Regions from separate parts of the Mus musculus genome. Here all the other regions are linked to region 4. A link is a contact called in public HiCAR-type and promoter capture Hi-C data. All regions are on one chromosome and are shown on one strand. The core of a region is the stretch at or near the end of the contact, and the rest is flanking DNA. Distances in the headings are between cores, read along the strand shown.

The links. Promoter capture Hi-C pulls out the DNA fragments that hold promoters and counts their contacts. HiCAR-type assays count read pairs that join an accessible place to other places.
Region 1: a HiCAR-type map of astrocytes shows a contact between it and region 4, with 4 times the contacts expected there. The contact joins the promoter of Trpm7 here to the promoter of Secisbp2l in region 4. A contact is called at or near these places in 1 of 115 datasets of contacts at active chromatin or transcription factors (astrocytes) and 2 of 9 other capture datasets (adipose tissue and pancreatic islet).
Region 2: a HiCAR-type map of astrocytes shows a contact between it and region 4, with 2.9 times the contacts expected there. The contact joins the promoter of Usp50 here to the promoter of Secisbp2l in region 4. A contact is called at or near these places in 3 of 39 promoter capture datasets (the HPC-7 cell line, hippocampal neurons and stem cell-derived epiblast-like cells) and 1 of 115 datasets of contacts at active chromatin or transcription factors (astrocytes).
Region 3: a promoter capture Hi-C map of stem cell-derived epiblast-like cells shows a contact between it and region 4, with 3 times the contacts expected there. The contact joins the promoter of Ap4e1 here to the promoter of Secisbp2l in region 4. A contact is called at or near these places in 6 of 39 promoter capture datasets (3T3-L1-derived adipocytes, the HPC-7 cell line, embryonic stem cells and 3 more) and 1 of 115 datasets of contacts at active chromatin or transcription factors (astrocytes).
Region 5: a contact with region 4 is called in a promoter capture Hi-C map of pre-B cells, with 3 times the contacts expected there. The contact joins the promoter of Sppl2a here to the promoter of Secisbp2l in region 4. A contact is called at or near these places in 2 of 39 promoter capture datasets (the HPC-7 cell line and pre-B cells) and 1 of 115 datasets of contacts at active chromatin or transcription factors (pancreatic cancer cells).

What each region holds. Positions count from the first base shown.
Region 1 is chr2:126,874,949-126,877,648 of GRCm38.p6, reverse strand. Trpm7 (transient receptor potential cation channel, subfamily M, member 7) reads left to right here and starts at 1,388. Exons shown (of 39, transcript NM_021450.2): 1 at 1,388-1,675. The coding sequence starts at 1,673.
Region 2 is chr2:126,782,062-126,784,761 of GRCm38.p6, reverse strand. Usp50 (ubiquitin specific peptidase 50) reads left to right here and starts at 1,302. Exons shown (of 7, transcript NM_029163.3): 1 at 1,302-1,542. The coding sequence starts at 1,475.
Region 3 is chr2:127,007,411-127,010,110 of GRCm38.p6, reverse strand. Ap4e1 (adaptor-related protein complex AP-4, epsilon 1) reads right to left here and starts at 1,400. Exons shown (of 21, transcript NM_175550.3): 1 at 1,211-1,400. The coding sequence starts at 1,357.
Region 4 is chr2:125,781,509-125,784,208 of GRCm38.p6, reverse strand. Secisbp2l (SECIS binding protein 2-like) reads left to right here and starts at 1,339. Exons shown (of 18, transcript NM_177608.3): 1 at 1,339-1,610. The coding sequence starts at 1,587.
Region 5 is chr2:126,931,947-126,934,667 of GRCm38.p6, reverse strand. It overlaps Sppl2a (signal peptide peptidase like 2A), which reads left to right and starts at 1,433. Exons shown (of 15, transcript NM_023220.2): 1 at 1,433-1,721. The coding sequence starts at 1,656.

The DNA of each region.
Region 1 (2,700 bases), core at 139-2,638, 1.1 Mb before region 4:
GCATGCCTCAACCTCCCAAGTGCTAGGATTAAAGACATGTACCACCATGGCCAGCACTTGAAGCACTTAAAAACACTGCTCCTCCTAGGCCTACAAGGTGGGGAATGCCTGAAGATGATTTATAAGCACCACAAAACTTGTAAGAGAAAGAGTGAGTGGCTGGATTAGTTTGTTGAAGAGGCTTGGCTCAGTGAACTGTGGGTCATATTGCTTGGGAGATAATAACTATGCAGCATGGAAGAAGCTAAACCAAACCAAGGTACGTGCACATTGTAGGAAACTTCAGCTAGTCCATCCACAGTCCATCTATAGACACAGAGCAGGCTAGTGCAGTTGGCTCGCCCTATACCTAGGTTCTAGGTTGACTCAACCAACCAAAGAAGGAAAATAATTGGAAATAAAATTATACTGAACATTTTATTAATCTAAAGAAATACACATTTGTATTTTGTTAGGTTTTGCATCTATTGATTTAATGTATACTTAAAGATGTATATCTAAGGCAGGAGGATTACAGTAAATTTGAGATTAGCCAGAGTTAAAAGAGGAAAGATAGAGGCAGAACAGCCCTTCAGGCAGAGGAGCCTTTAAAATTGTAAGAAAAAATGTCTCTAGGTCTCTGTAGGGAATTGGTTCCAAGACTCTCCATACCCATAATATACATACAGAAAGATGATGTGCCAAAAGCAGGTTTGGTTTTGTGTTTTTAAGATGGTGTCATTCTAATCCTCGATAGCCTGGAATTTACTGCAGTCCTCTTGCCTTAGCCTTCGGAGTGCTGGGATTACAGGCATGTGCCACTACTCCTGATCTAAAAAAAAACAAAAAACAAAAAACTTTCAGGATGGCAAAAGCCGGCAATCCCAGCAGTGTGGGGTTAAAGGCAGAATCCATAGTTCAAGGTCATTTTAGGCCAGGCGCCTGGGCTACAAAGGAACTCAAATAACACTAAATGTCTGAAATTCCAGTTCTGGAGGATCTAGCACGGTCTTCTGAGGACACTGCACACATATGGTACACAGACATACATGAGGCAAAACACACATACACCTAAAATAAGTCACTAATAATAGCAGTGTTGATAAAAAAAAAAAAACGGATTGCACCCTTGATGGGAAAGGATAACGTGCGGGAAGAGATCGCTAATAACCAACGTAGACAGATGCGATAGCAAAAGAAACAGACAAGCGTGCGCGGCCGGGAGCTAAGTTTTGGCGAAGCCGGGGAATCTGGTCATTAAAGCGGAACAAGTTCTCGTGGACAGAGGCAGGGGAAGCCGAAGCCAGCAACACCAGGGAAAGCAGCAGCTCGGCGTTTCCCGGCCGGCGGAGCTTAGGGGCAGGCCGCAGTAAGCGCGCCCTTCACGTGACACGCCCTCCGCGCGACGCACTCGACGGCCCCGTCACGTGGCTGCCGCGGCCCCGTCTCCGGCGGAGGCGGGCGCGGGCGCGTCCCTGTGGCCAGTCACCCGGCGGAGCTGGTCGCACAATTATGAAAGACTCGACTTCTGCTGCTAGCGCTGGAGCTGAGTTAGTTCTGAGAAGGTTTCCCGGGGCTGTCCTTGTTCGGTGGCCCGTGCCACCGCCTCCGGAGACGCTTTCCGATAGATGGCTGCAGGCCGCGGAGGTGGAGGAGGAGCCGCTGCCCTTCCGGAGTCCGCCCCGTGAGGAGAATGGTACGGAGCCGGGCCTGGCGCGGGCGGGCCTCGCGGGAGCCTGGGCGGCGCTCCGGGGAGCTCCGTGACCCTCCGGGCGCCACCGCTCGCAGCGGAGCCGTCACGGAAAGGGAGGGAGGGCTGGGGTGGTGTGGCAAGGAGAAGGGCGCGGGTTCCGAGCTGTGACTTGGTGGCTGTGCCGCAGACGCTCTACAGGTACATTTTCTACTATTATTTTGTTTAATAGAACGGGAGCGATTTTGACGGTGTAGACTGCGATGTGGTTCGGGGTTTTGTTTAGCAGGCGACAGGGAAGGGACAATTCCTGGGAGGCTGAGACCGTGCGTTGCCAGGTCTGCGTCGAACTACCTCATCTGTTGTCCCAGACAGTTTGAAGCCAATGTGCAGACTGGAGGGAGTCGGTGTGTTGCAGCGTTGGCTAGAGCTTTTGTTGTTAAGGCCAGGAACCGGATTTGGAGAGTTCTTACAAAGAAAGCCATTTAGATCTAGGATCTGAGCAGGAAAGGCATTCCTGCTCAGTAGTTTAACTTGATAGGCTTTATGCAAACTGGTGTTTCTTTGCCGAAGTCAGACAGGTTTAGTTTTCTGCCTTTTCTTTATTTTTGAGACAAGGTCTCGCTTGTGACCCTGGCTGGCTTGGAACTCACTGTGTAGACAGACCAGGTTGGCCTTAAACTCAGAGATCCGCTTACCTCTACCTCCCAAGATTAAAGACGTGCGCCACCATGTCGGGCTAGGGCTAGGTTTAGAAGTGTCTTACTTATAAAGTACATGTGAATAAATACTGCATTTCTCACTTTCGTTTGTAAAGTTATTGAAGACTACTTTTTTTTTTAAAGATTTATTTATTTATTATATGTAAGTACACTGCAGCTAGCTGTTTTAAGACACTCCAGAAGAGGGAGTCAGATCTTGTTAGGGATGGTTGTGAGCCACCATGTGGTTGCTGGGATTTGAACTCGGGACTTTCAGAAAAAAACAGTCAGTGCTCTTAACCGCCGAGCCATCTCTCCAGCCGCTGAAGA
Region 2 (2,700 bases), core at 53-2,552, 1.0 Mb before region 4:
ATACATATATGCACATACACAGAGGGGCATCATTATGGATCTAATGTATATTTCTTAGTCATTGTGTGTGTTGCCGGGTGGTTTGGCATAGTGTGTGAGAGAGATCGATGTCATGTGGTGTGTGTTGCAGTGTGTGGCTTACGACTAAAAGGCCTAGAAAGGACACTGCAATCTGTTGAGTGCCTGCAGGCTGTGTGTGCTCCTGGAGCCCAGCTTTCATGAGCTGTCACTCATACTGGGGTCTTCGGTGACACAGCTGAGTCCTATTTGCTCCTGATCTCTCCACCCATATGCCCTAACTGACCCCACTGAAACTCATTGCTCTATGAAGTTGGACTTTGAGAGTATTTTTCCTTCAGCCTGTCTTCAGTACCCTACCTGGGATAAACTGATCCTAAGGGCTCTCTGCCTGCTCTCTGCTGGTGCTTGGCTGACCCAGTAGATCTGCTCAGAGAGCAGGCCAGCAGCAACTAGGCACTCCAGAGGCAAGGCCCCAGCACGGGTGCTTTCCCAGGTCACAGCCCCATGCTTTTAGTTAGAACTGAGGATGCCATCCTTTTCCTCCAGTGGAAAAGTCTGAGTTCAGAAAACCATGTGTGCCCCAGAGGCCACAGCTTGTAAATCCTATAATAAGCCTGTGTGGTGGTTTAAATATGCTTGGCCTATTAGGAGGTGTGGCCTTGTTGGAGGAAATGTGTCATTGTGGGGGTGGGCAATGATTCTTTTCTCCTAACTACATGGGAGCCAGTCTTCTAGTGTCCTTCAGATGAAGATATAGAACTCTCAGCTCCTCCTGCACCATGTCTGCCAGGACATGCCCTTGTTCTCCACCTTGATGATAATGGACTGAACCTCTAAAACTGTAAGCCAGCCCCATTTAAATGTTGTCCTTAGAAGAGTTGCCTTGGTCATGGTGTCTGTCCACAGCAGTAAAACCCTAACAGCCTGTGTACTATGGGTATGTGCCCATATCCAGCTGTGTCTCCATCCCAAGAATAAACAATTCTGGTGACCTCACTGTGTATGCATCGGGATGAGAAAAATCTCACTACCTCCTCCATAGGGGAAGAGATGTCCCTCTAGGGTTCATGGGAGCAGTGTTGCCACACACTGTCCCCAAATCCAGAGGGTGAACATCTCTGTGTGCTTGTGTGTGAGAAACCCAGAAATAGAGGGAGAGCTGTGATGTGGACAATTCGTTCTCAGAAAGTTGATCTTTCAGAAGCATTTCAAACAAACAAATAATGGTATCCCTTGACAACACGTTAGAACCTTGGTATGAAGGGTGACAATTGTGATGCAGGGGAGGATCCAAGAAGAACTGGGCCTGAGTCAAGTGAAATCAGACAGCAACAACACAAAGGGGGGAGGGGGGCATTCAAACGGTTCAAAACCAAAAACAAGCCAGGGAGCAGTCCTGGAGAAATGAAGTTAAAAGGATCAAAGGTAGCTCGTGAGTAGAAGTGAAAGCCTGATGTGCTTCATTGACATGGCGTCTCATCGGCCGGTCCCTGCAGACGACTTCGGTGCCTACTACAACCTGTGAGCCTCTATGTCCTGTGCCTTTATAGATAACCTCAGGAGTGGGGGGCTGGGGGAGGGCTTACCTAGAGGGGGCATGGCACCTGTTGCATTTGGGAGGGCTCTGCCAGATTTGACCCATGAAGGACCCAGAAGAGATAACATACATGTACTCCCTGATCAGTCAGCTCAGGGCCTCCGTGACATCACTGAGTAAAAGTGAGAATGGCACACTTTTCAGATGGGTGAAACTGAGCAGAGGCACTGAGTGAGGCCGCTGAGCGGTGGGGCCTGGATTTCAGATTCAGTCTGTGGGAAGAAAGGTAATAAAGGACAAAGGTGGTGAGCGGCCCTACTGAATCGGTCAGATAAGAGGGAGCTGTGCAGATCAAGGAGGCCTCCTGGAGCCTGCAGTATTTCCCATCTCTGCATGCTGGGCAGATGCTCCAGTCCCGTCTCTCCACATTAAGTCATTTATTCTTTTAAAGATTTTATTTTATGTATATGAATGCTTTGCTGACAATTTAAGCACACCAAAGCAGTGCTCTTGGAGGCCAGAAGAGGGCATTAGATCCCTTGGAACTGGAGACACAAATGGTTGTGAGCTGCCATGTGGTTGCTGGGAAGTGAGCCAGGATCTTCTGAAAGAACAGCAGAAATGCTCTTAACTGCTGAGCCATCTCTTCAGAACCCAAGCTGTGTGTGTGTGTGTGTGTGTGTGTGTGTGTGTATGCACGTATATCTGTATATGTGTGTATACATATATATGTATATATGTGTGTATACATGTAAATATACGTGTATACATACTATACAGGTACATAGATGTATATATACATATATACATACACACATAGACATATATACACACATGTGTATGTGTATATAAGTATATATACATATGTGTGTGTGTGTATAAATATACACTTGTCTTTTTTTGGACACAGGGTTTCTCTGTGTAGCCTTAGCTATTCGTTCTAGAACCCACTCTGTACACCAGGTTAGCCTCAGACTCAGAGATCCCCCCTGCTGCTGCCTCCTGAACGCTAGGATCAAAGGTTTGCACCACCAATAACTGGCTATGTTGTATTCTTTTAAAAGATATCATTTATTATGTGATCTAAGCTAAGCACCTTGCATGGCACCTGCATGGCCCTCGCAGTAACCCTGCCAGGAAGA
Region 3 (2,700 bases), core at 151-2,650, 1.2 Mb before region 4:
TGTGATCCCTGCACTCCTATGGTGAGACAGAACACTCGAAGCTCCCTAGCCAGCCTGCCTGAATATACAACACAGAAACAAGCGTCAAGAGAGATCTCACCTACTAGGTGGAAGGTAAGGACTAAGACCCAAAGCTGTTCTCGGAAGCCTATACATGTGCCGTGGGTCCGTGCATCCTCACATACCAGCACATACACATTCTCTCAGTACATACATGTACACACAAAATACTTACTTGCCCTCTCATACAAATTAGCAACAGAAAAGCACGAAGAGATGTTAAGTACACGAATAATGATTAAGGGATGTTCAGCAAGCCCTGCCACACACCAGCTTCCAGTGAGAACACAAGCCCGTTTTAAACCTTTAAAGGCATCTTGTTTCTCTTCTCCATGCTGCAGGCATTTACACTGCACTGTAGTTACTTATTTATGTTAAGTCTAAAATGGACAGAAAATAGACAGAAAAGTGTTTTGCTATTTTCATTACTTAACATATAGTTGTGCTTGATAAATACTTGCTGAAGAAAGTATGACACAATATTATGTTTTTAAGACAAACACTCCTTGAGGCTTTGAGTCAGTACCATACAAAGTACGTGGGAACTTAATAACTTCTATAGTAACTACTAGTTTTCAAAGCGCGTCTTTGCCCAACCCGTTGGTCTAGACTAAACCTCAAGCTCTGCAAAGATTAACAGCCCTGTCAGGGGTGGGAATGAGGGTTGTCTGTCCGAGTACGTGATGCTTCCAAATAGAAAAATTAAAACTCAAGAGGGAGCCGGGCAGTGGTGGCACAAGCCTTTAATCCCAGCACTTGGAAGGCAGAGGCAGGCGGATTTCTGAGTTCGAGGCCAGCCTGGTCTACAGAGTGAGTTCCAGGACAGCCCGGGCTACACAGAGAAATCCTGTCTCGAAAAATCAAAACAAAACAAAAATCTCAACAGGGAGGAGAAACTTGGTAGGAGCCTATAGCTCAGGCTTTAGGTCATACTGGCTTTTTTCACTCGATTGACAGCTCATGTAATCCTCAAAGCACCCCATGAGAAAACACACGGAGGGTCTTCGGGCCTCCAAATCAGAAAGCCGGCCTCCTGAGGTCGGTCGGTACAGGCAACTTGAGGCGGACGCCCGGCTGCGTCCATCCAGCGGACCGATGTCTCCGGCCCCGCCGCCCCACCCCATCCCGCCCAGCCAACCCCGCCGCATACGTGCTTGGATGAGAGTGCAGTGACGCCACGGATGAGGCCGCCCAGCCTGGAGAAGAAGGGTGCTCTGGAGGCCGCAGGTCCTCCCAGCTGGTTCTGCAGGAAGAGCCCCGGCAGTGCGGTCAGCGTCCTCTCCACCATGTCGCTCATCGCTGCCTCCCTACGAGGCTACTTCGCGCTGACTCTCCCGGCCTCCGTAGTCACTTCCGGCGTTTTGAATAAGAAATCTTTATTCGCGCCGGAGCAGGACGAGCAGGATGAAGTTCCGGGAAACACCGCCTGGGGGCGCACGAGTCTAGGAGGAGAGAGGAGTTCTCTGGAGACATGAAGTTCATGATCATTCTATTAGCGGTGAAATGTGTGTGCATGATCTTGTATTTTCTCGAACTTCCCAAGGTTAATGAATTCGTGCCATTCCCCTGTCCCAGCCTCCAAGTGCTGGGATTACAAACCTGACCTACCATCTTTATAGTGTTCTTAACACCTGTAGGAGCTCTTATCTCTGAAACTTTGTCTGTGATAAGTGAAATTTTTTTCTTAAATCTTGAAGTTGTTCTTGTACCTACACCTCAACAAAAGAAAAAGTTTGCCTGACAGAATAGTTATGCAAAGATAAAGTTTAGGGCTGGTGAGATGGCTCAGTGGGTAAGAGCACTGTCTGCTCTTCCAAAGGTCCTGAGTTCAAATTCCAGCAACCACACGGTGGCTCACAACCATCCATAATGAGATCTGACGCCCTCTTCTGTTGCGTGTCTGAAGACAGCAACAGGGTACTTATTTATAATAATAAATAAATCTTTTTTTAAAAAAGTTTAATTTATTGAAAAATCTCAATATTTAAATTATTTAAAACAGATTTTCTTTAGAATTTAATATTTTATGCCTACGTAAAGTTTTGTTTACTGTGTGTGTGTGTATGTGTGTGTGTGTTTTTTTAACTTTAGGCCCTTTCACTAGTTTAAATTAGAAAACTTACTTTCCAGCCATGTAGTGGTTGTTGCCTGAAATCCCAGCCCTTGAGACTGGAAGGAGGAGCAAGAAAATTCAAGGGCATCACCGGCTCCATATCAAGTTCAAAACAAACCTGAGTTATATGAAACCCTGTCTTAACTTTCCCCATCCCCCAATTTTTTTCTTCCACCTAAAAAATATGCTGGGGAAAGCTGATACATTTCTGACTCGGGTGAAAGGAACGCGGCTACACTGCCAAAAAGTAAAGTGAAACTTTCCTTCCCCTGGCCTGGGTGATGTTCACTATCCCCCTTAGTCCGTCTTATCCAATAGAGCTTTTTCAAATTGTGCTGTGGTGCCAGTAAAACAGGGTCATTGTTTGGACCAAAGTTTAAAGGAAGAAAAATTACACATTTGAAACAGAGACATGGTAGGCTATATAAAAAGCAAAACTCTGTTGTTCCTGCTTTTCAAGCAGCACTAAAACTTCTTTTTTTTATTTATTTTTTTTTCTATTTTTTATTAGGTATTTAGCTCATTTA
Region 4 (2,700 bases), core at 90-2,589:
GATCCTTCAAAGAAGGGGAAAACCTCAAATACCGTACTGCATTAATGACTTTTTAACTCAGGCTGGGTGTCTTGCAGCTAAAGACCACCGGTAGGGGCACAGCTCATCTCATCTTGCTGTCAGAAAGGAGGGTGAGCCGCTGTGGCTTATGTAACTGCCCTGTATAAATAGCTTTGCTTTGTGGATCAGCCTTAAATTTCTTCTGCAGCCATTGAATCCTGAGCAAGGGTTTGTAATAGACTCTAAGGAATCTGACATTACACAGCTCACACATTTTCAACACAAATGCATGTGCAACTGAAATAAAAGTGTGCATACAGTGGAAAAACAAAACCAAATGCACGAAACTCTCATGTACAGGCATAAGTGTTTCTCCATCATGTGGTTTGCAGACCAGCCTTCATATGTCCTGTAGACAAAATGCATTCATTTAAGCTGGCAGAAATACAGCTTCCACACTAACATAGCCAGGATCTTTACAGACCACTCTCTCCTTACAGACTTGGATTAACTGAAAAGGCTTTATGAACATCTCCCAAAGCGTGATGACGAAGCAGATTTCTTAGATATCCTTTTCCCTTTTCCAGACATAGATCCCCTGGCCAGTGACCCTAACAGCAGCCAACTCTACTCTCTTTCTTCACTGAAGTATATATAATTCAGCTGACCGACGTTATCAAGCCAGAACTCTTGTGGAGAGCTTGTGTGTGTTGGAGGCTGTCTAACTCCCCAGAGGGAATCTACCAGTAGGGTTTAGTTTCAAGGCAAACTCTAGTCTTTAAGGAGCTGATGACCTGGAGATTAAAAGGAACAATTCTTAACCATATGGGGAAAGCAGAGGAGAAGATAATCTCTTCTTGGGTAGTTATGCAGGTTTTGGGTAAAAATAGGGTTCGAAATGGGCAAAATCAGCCTGGAGTTGAGGCTAGATGTGAGTCTGGAACCGGGACAATAACATTAATTAATCATTATTTGTGGAGATTTTTTAACAGGGCTTCTTACCTATGGCTGCTACTCTGTGTATGCAATTTATTTGTGCAATTTTCAAAGGGCAAGATTGTTCGTTCTTTTCATTCTTTTAGAGTACTGACAGGATCACAGGACTAGTGAGCAGCTACAAGCTCTTCCAATATCCTGAGTAGGTTTTGCCTTCTGAGCAGTCTCTGAGGTCCCGGCAAAGTGAACACATGCGTCCTGAGTTCCAGGCAGCCCAACCTGCCTAGGTGGGAGTGGGAGGAGTAACCCAACCAGGCAGTGCCCCTGGCCTTGGCTGCCCGCTAGCCACCCCCCTCCCCCCGCCCCCGTCGCTCCTCGGCCATCCCCGCCCCTGCGTATCTCCATTTCCTACTGCGCCTCCGCCCTTTCGGTCCCGCTCGGCTTCCGTCCCAGATGATCCCTCCCCGGGGCGGCCGCCGCCTCCCCCGCCTTGAGCTGGAGCCGCCTCCCCAGCCAGTGGCGTAGCCGAGTCGGCGTCCGGCCGGCTGTGCGGAGTGGACCGAGCCCGGCGGGACCGAGCGGGGGGCCATGGAGAAAGCGGCCCGCGGCGCTGCGCACACCGACTAGAGCCGGCGCCTGTCGCCGGCGCCATGGACCGAGCGCCGGCCGAGCAGGTACGCAAGCGCCCGGGCTGCTCTCGGGCCTCCGGGCCGGCAGGCCGCCGAAGCTGAAAGGCCGGGGGAGGTGGACCGGCGGAGCTCAGCGGCGACAGCGTTGCCCTTGCAGCAGTCTGGAGTGTATTTCTTTTATGAAGAGACTACCGTGGTTTACCCTTGTTTTCCTGTCTAGTTACTTTGCAAATAATTATTCTTTTAAAATGGAGCAAGAGTTCAAGTTGAGTCCATATTCGTATTCGCACAGTAGTTCCATTAGTGGTCTGTTAGTGTTTTGATTGCATCGAATTCTTTCTGGAAGAGTTGGGAGGAAGGGCTAATGGCAGGGTGAAAAATAACTTAGAAGAATAGTGTCATGCTTCCTCCTCCTCCCCAGTATTTTACAGCTTCCCTGGAAACGACTTAATTTGACTGAGTGTGATTTTTGTTCGCTGTCAATTTCCCTCTACCAGGACCTTGGTCAGTTAGTCACATAGTTGAAAGGAGAACACTGGTGACTTGCCTGTTAGTTTTGCGAATAGTTAATTAACTCGAGTAAATGAGATACCATCTCCCAAGTTTCTGTTTATACATAGTTAACGACAGTTTTGGTTTTGAATCGCACACTTTTCAAGCCAAAACACAGCTTTCTAATTTTGAACACTTCGCCGTTTCTGTTGTTGATTCTTGTCGTATTGTCCATTCTATCCTAGACCTCTTATGAAAGATTTCTCCTCTCTCAGCACTTTCCACAGGACCTTACCACACAGATTTAAAAAGGAAAGCAAATCTTCCAGAGATTAGAAGTTTATTTTTATTAAAGAACACCAATTACCAAGAGAAAATTGATGTGGGACCACTTGGAAAATACACACTTCACTGTGGCCCGGAGTATTATGTTACAGTATGTAGTGAATTTATTAAAACATTGTTTTTGAGAGTAATTCTGAAAAAGGAACCTGAGATTTCCAGCCTTGACGAAGGAAAAGGAAATTTCCTTGCGCGTGTGTCTCTAATGAAAGGGTGGGATGTTTTTGTCCGTCCTGGGCACTCTGGAAGCACTAATGCATATGTATACTCACTTATGTCTCCTTTCATCTTAGAGGAAATG
Region 5 (2,721 bases), core at 184-2,683, 1.2 Mb before region 4:
TGGTCCAGGCCAGCACTCTGAAACACTAAATAATGAAAGGTTTTTAAGCTTGGCTGTATATTAAATCTGGAAATGTTTTTAAAATCCAGATATATTGCTCTCATCAGATGAGCAAGTATCTAGGATCCCAGTGGAAAGGGGAGATTAGCTTAAACATCAGTGTCCTAGAAGGATTCTAAAAGTGGCTGAGAGTAAATGCAACAATGCTTGACAGGCAGTTTCTGTCTAGGGGGTTCTTACAGCTGGTAGGGTTACAAATAGATTGAAACTGGACCAGAGGGGGAAGCCAGGGGACAGACAACTACAGAAAAAACCCACGCAGAACTGTGGGAGAGCTTCCTTCAGGAATTCCCCCAGGAAGATGCCAATGAGGAAGTCTCAAGTTCCAAGCTGTGCAACTATTTCACCCTCTGCCTCTTCTCACTCTCCCCCTCTCCTAACTTCAGCCAAGGTCCAGTTCTGTAGTTCTGTAGTTCTGTAGTTGCCTCCCTTGGCTTTCAGACTAATGCTTCCTTCCTCTTTGCCTAGCTGAAATTAACTTGCACAGAAGGTAATAGTCAGTTATACTCAGCTAGGGCTGGTGTTTTTTTTTTTTTTTTTTTTTTTTTTTTCTCTTCCTGGTGCCCTATTTTTACCTCCCTTGGATCCTTGTGGAGTTCCTTGTGAAAGGTTGCTTTGTAACAGTGTTTGCTCACACATCTGTAGTCCTTGCTGTGTCCCTCCTTTAGGATAACAGGAACACTGTCCTATTCAGTGTTTGGTATTAAATAGTCATCCAACAAATATTTGACAACCTAGTATACACTGGATATTCTGTGTGTAAGGACACAGCAGTCAACAGAGCAAAGAGGGATCCTTCCATTAACTGGATAGCAGCATGGGAGATACATAGATGAGTATAAGAAAATGGGGGGAGGGACCCCCAAAACCTCAGGCATGGTGACTTATGCCTATGATACAGGAAGATCTCTGAGTTCTAGGCCATCATCTTCAAAGTGAGTTCAGTACTAGTCGAGGATGTTTCCAAAGAAAGCAAGAACAACAACAGCAATAAATAAATAAATAAATAAATAACAAAAAGAAAAAAAAAGCTATGAAGGTTACAAATAAATCATAGCATGAAAGTGAATTAAGGGGTACTTAAGATGAAGTGTACTAGGAAACCCTCTTTAGGGAGGAAGTGTTAAGTAAGTGATAAGGGAACACCAAGAGTGTATTCCCCAGAGACTGCCCGCCTGGAGGGTCTGTGGATCTTAACGGGTGGGAAAGTAGAGAAACCAAGGACAGAGAAAACAGGGTGAGGTGACGTAAACTTAGCAGCAGAGGAAGAGTTTTGATTTGTGCTGCCAAGTGTGGAGAGGAGCCTCGTCTGGGTTCCGTATTTACGAAGATCGCCCCGAGGCTACGTGGCAGAGGCCAGAAAGGAAACTGAAACCCGAAGCTCCAGTGGCTTGGAATGGGCGGCGGCCGCAGTTAGGGGGAACCGAACGAGAACCCAGGATTTACGCAGCTAAAACGGCTCTGCCAGGAGCTGACAGTACCCACAGAGTCCCGGCCTAGCGTTTCGCGGGAGGGACCGGAAGAGGAAGTCGGGGCTGCACCCTAGAGGTCCGGGTGCCGCCAGCGCAGCCTGAGCCTAGCTGCCCGCCCGTGGGATGGGGCTGCTGCACTCGCTGCACGCTCCCGCGGCTGCCCTGCTCTGGAGCTGCCTGCTCGGACTGGTGAGAGCCGCACTCCCCTCCCCTCCCCTCCGCTTTTCCCTCCCCTTCCTCCCGCTTCCTCCCCCTCCCCCTCCATCCCTTCCTTTCCCTCTAACCTCCTCCGGATTTCCCTCATCCCTCCTCCTTCCCTACCTCCCCCTTCCTCTCCTTCTACCCTGGCTTCCCATTCTCCCACTGCCCGGGCCCGGTTAACTGCCTTCGTCCTTGAGTCCCAGCATTCCTCACCCGCCCCCAGCCCCCGAAATCCAGCGAAATGCCCAACCCCTGGGAGAAACCCGCGGGCGGGGGTAGGAGTGGGTGGGGAGCTTCCTCCTCCTTGGTCCTGGAGCCCTCTCTATAATTTTTCACTGTGCTGGCATCTTTTCTTCTTAATTCAAAGAATTCACTTCTGTGCTTCTCTGTGTAGCCCAATCTTACTGCTGCCTTTTGCCTAGAAAAAGGCGGATGGAGGGGCCGGTGTGAACAGGGTTCCAGGTGTTAGCGTTCTGGCCTGCTCTTTTGTTGACTGCGCTCACATACATTTCTCTCTATAGCCATATGAATATCTATATACTTTCCTTTCACTCCCAGATAGTGCCTTCTATGTAAGGTACATGTGATTATACTATGGGATTTGTATTATGCTTTTGTTTTCATATAGGTATACTTTAAAATACCTTTAAAGGGGAAATGAGAGGTTTGAATAGTTTGACGTCTAAAAGGGTCAAAGTCTGGTTGAGAAAAAAATAACAAATATGCGCTCACATACCCATATTTGCTGAAATAATGTTTTAAAATTCGGGATCAAAGTAATTTGAGCTCCAATGTGTGACCAAGAAGCTAACTCTCAGTGTTTTAGATTTTGTTTCTGTTCACTTTCTTTTCTGACATTTGATGTTGGGAAATTTGTATCGGTATTGTTTGCACACTGTTGTGTAAACTGTGTATGTAGTTATTACTTAAAAACCATCACTTCTCTGAAAGACTGCTTTGTCACTCTGGGCTTGAAAAGGTCATGGAG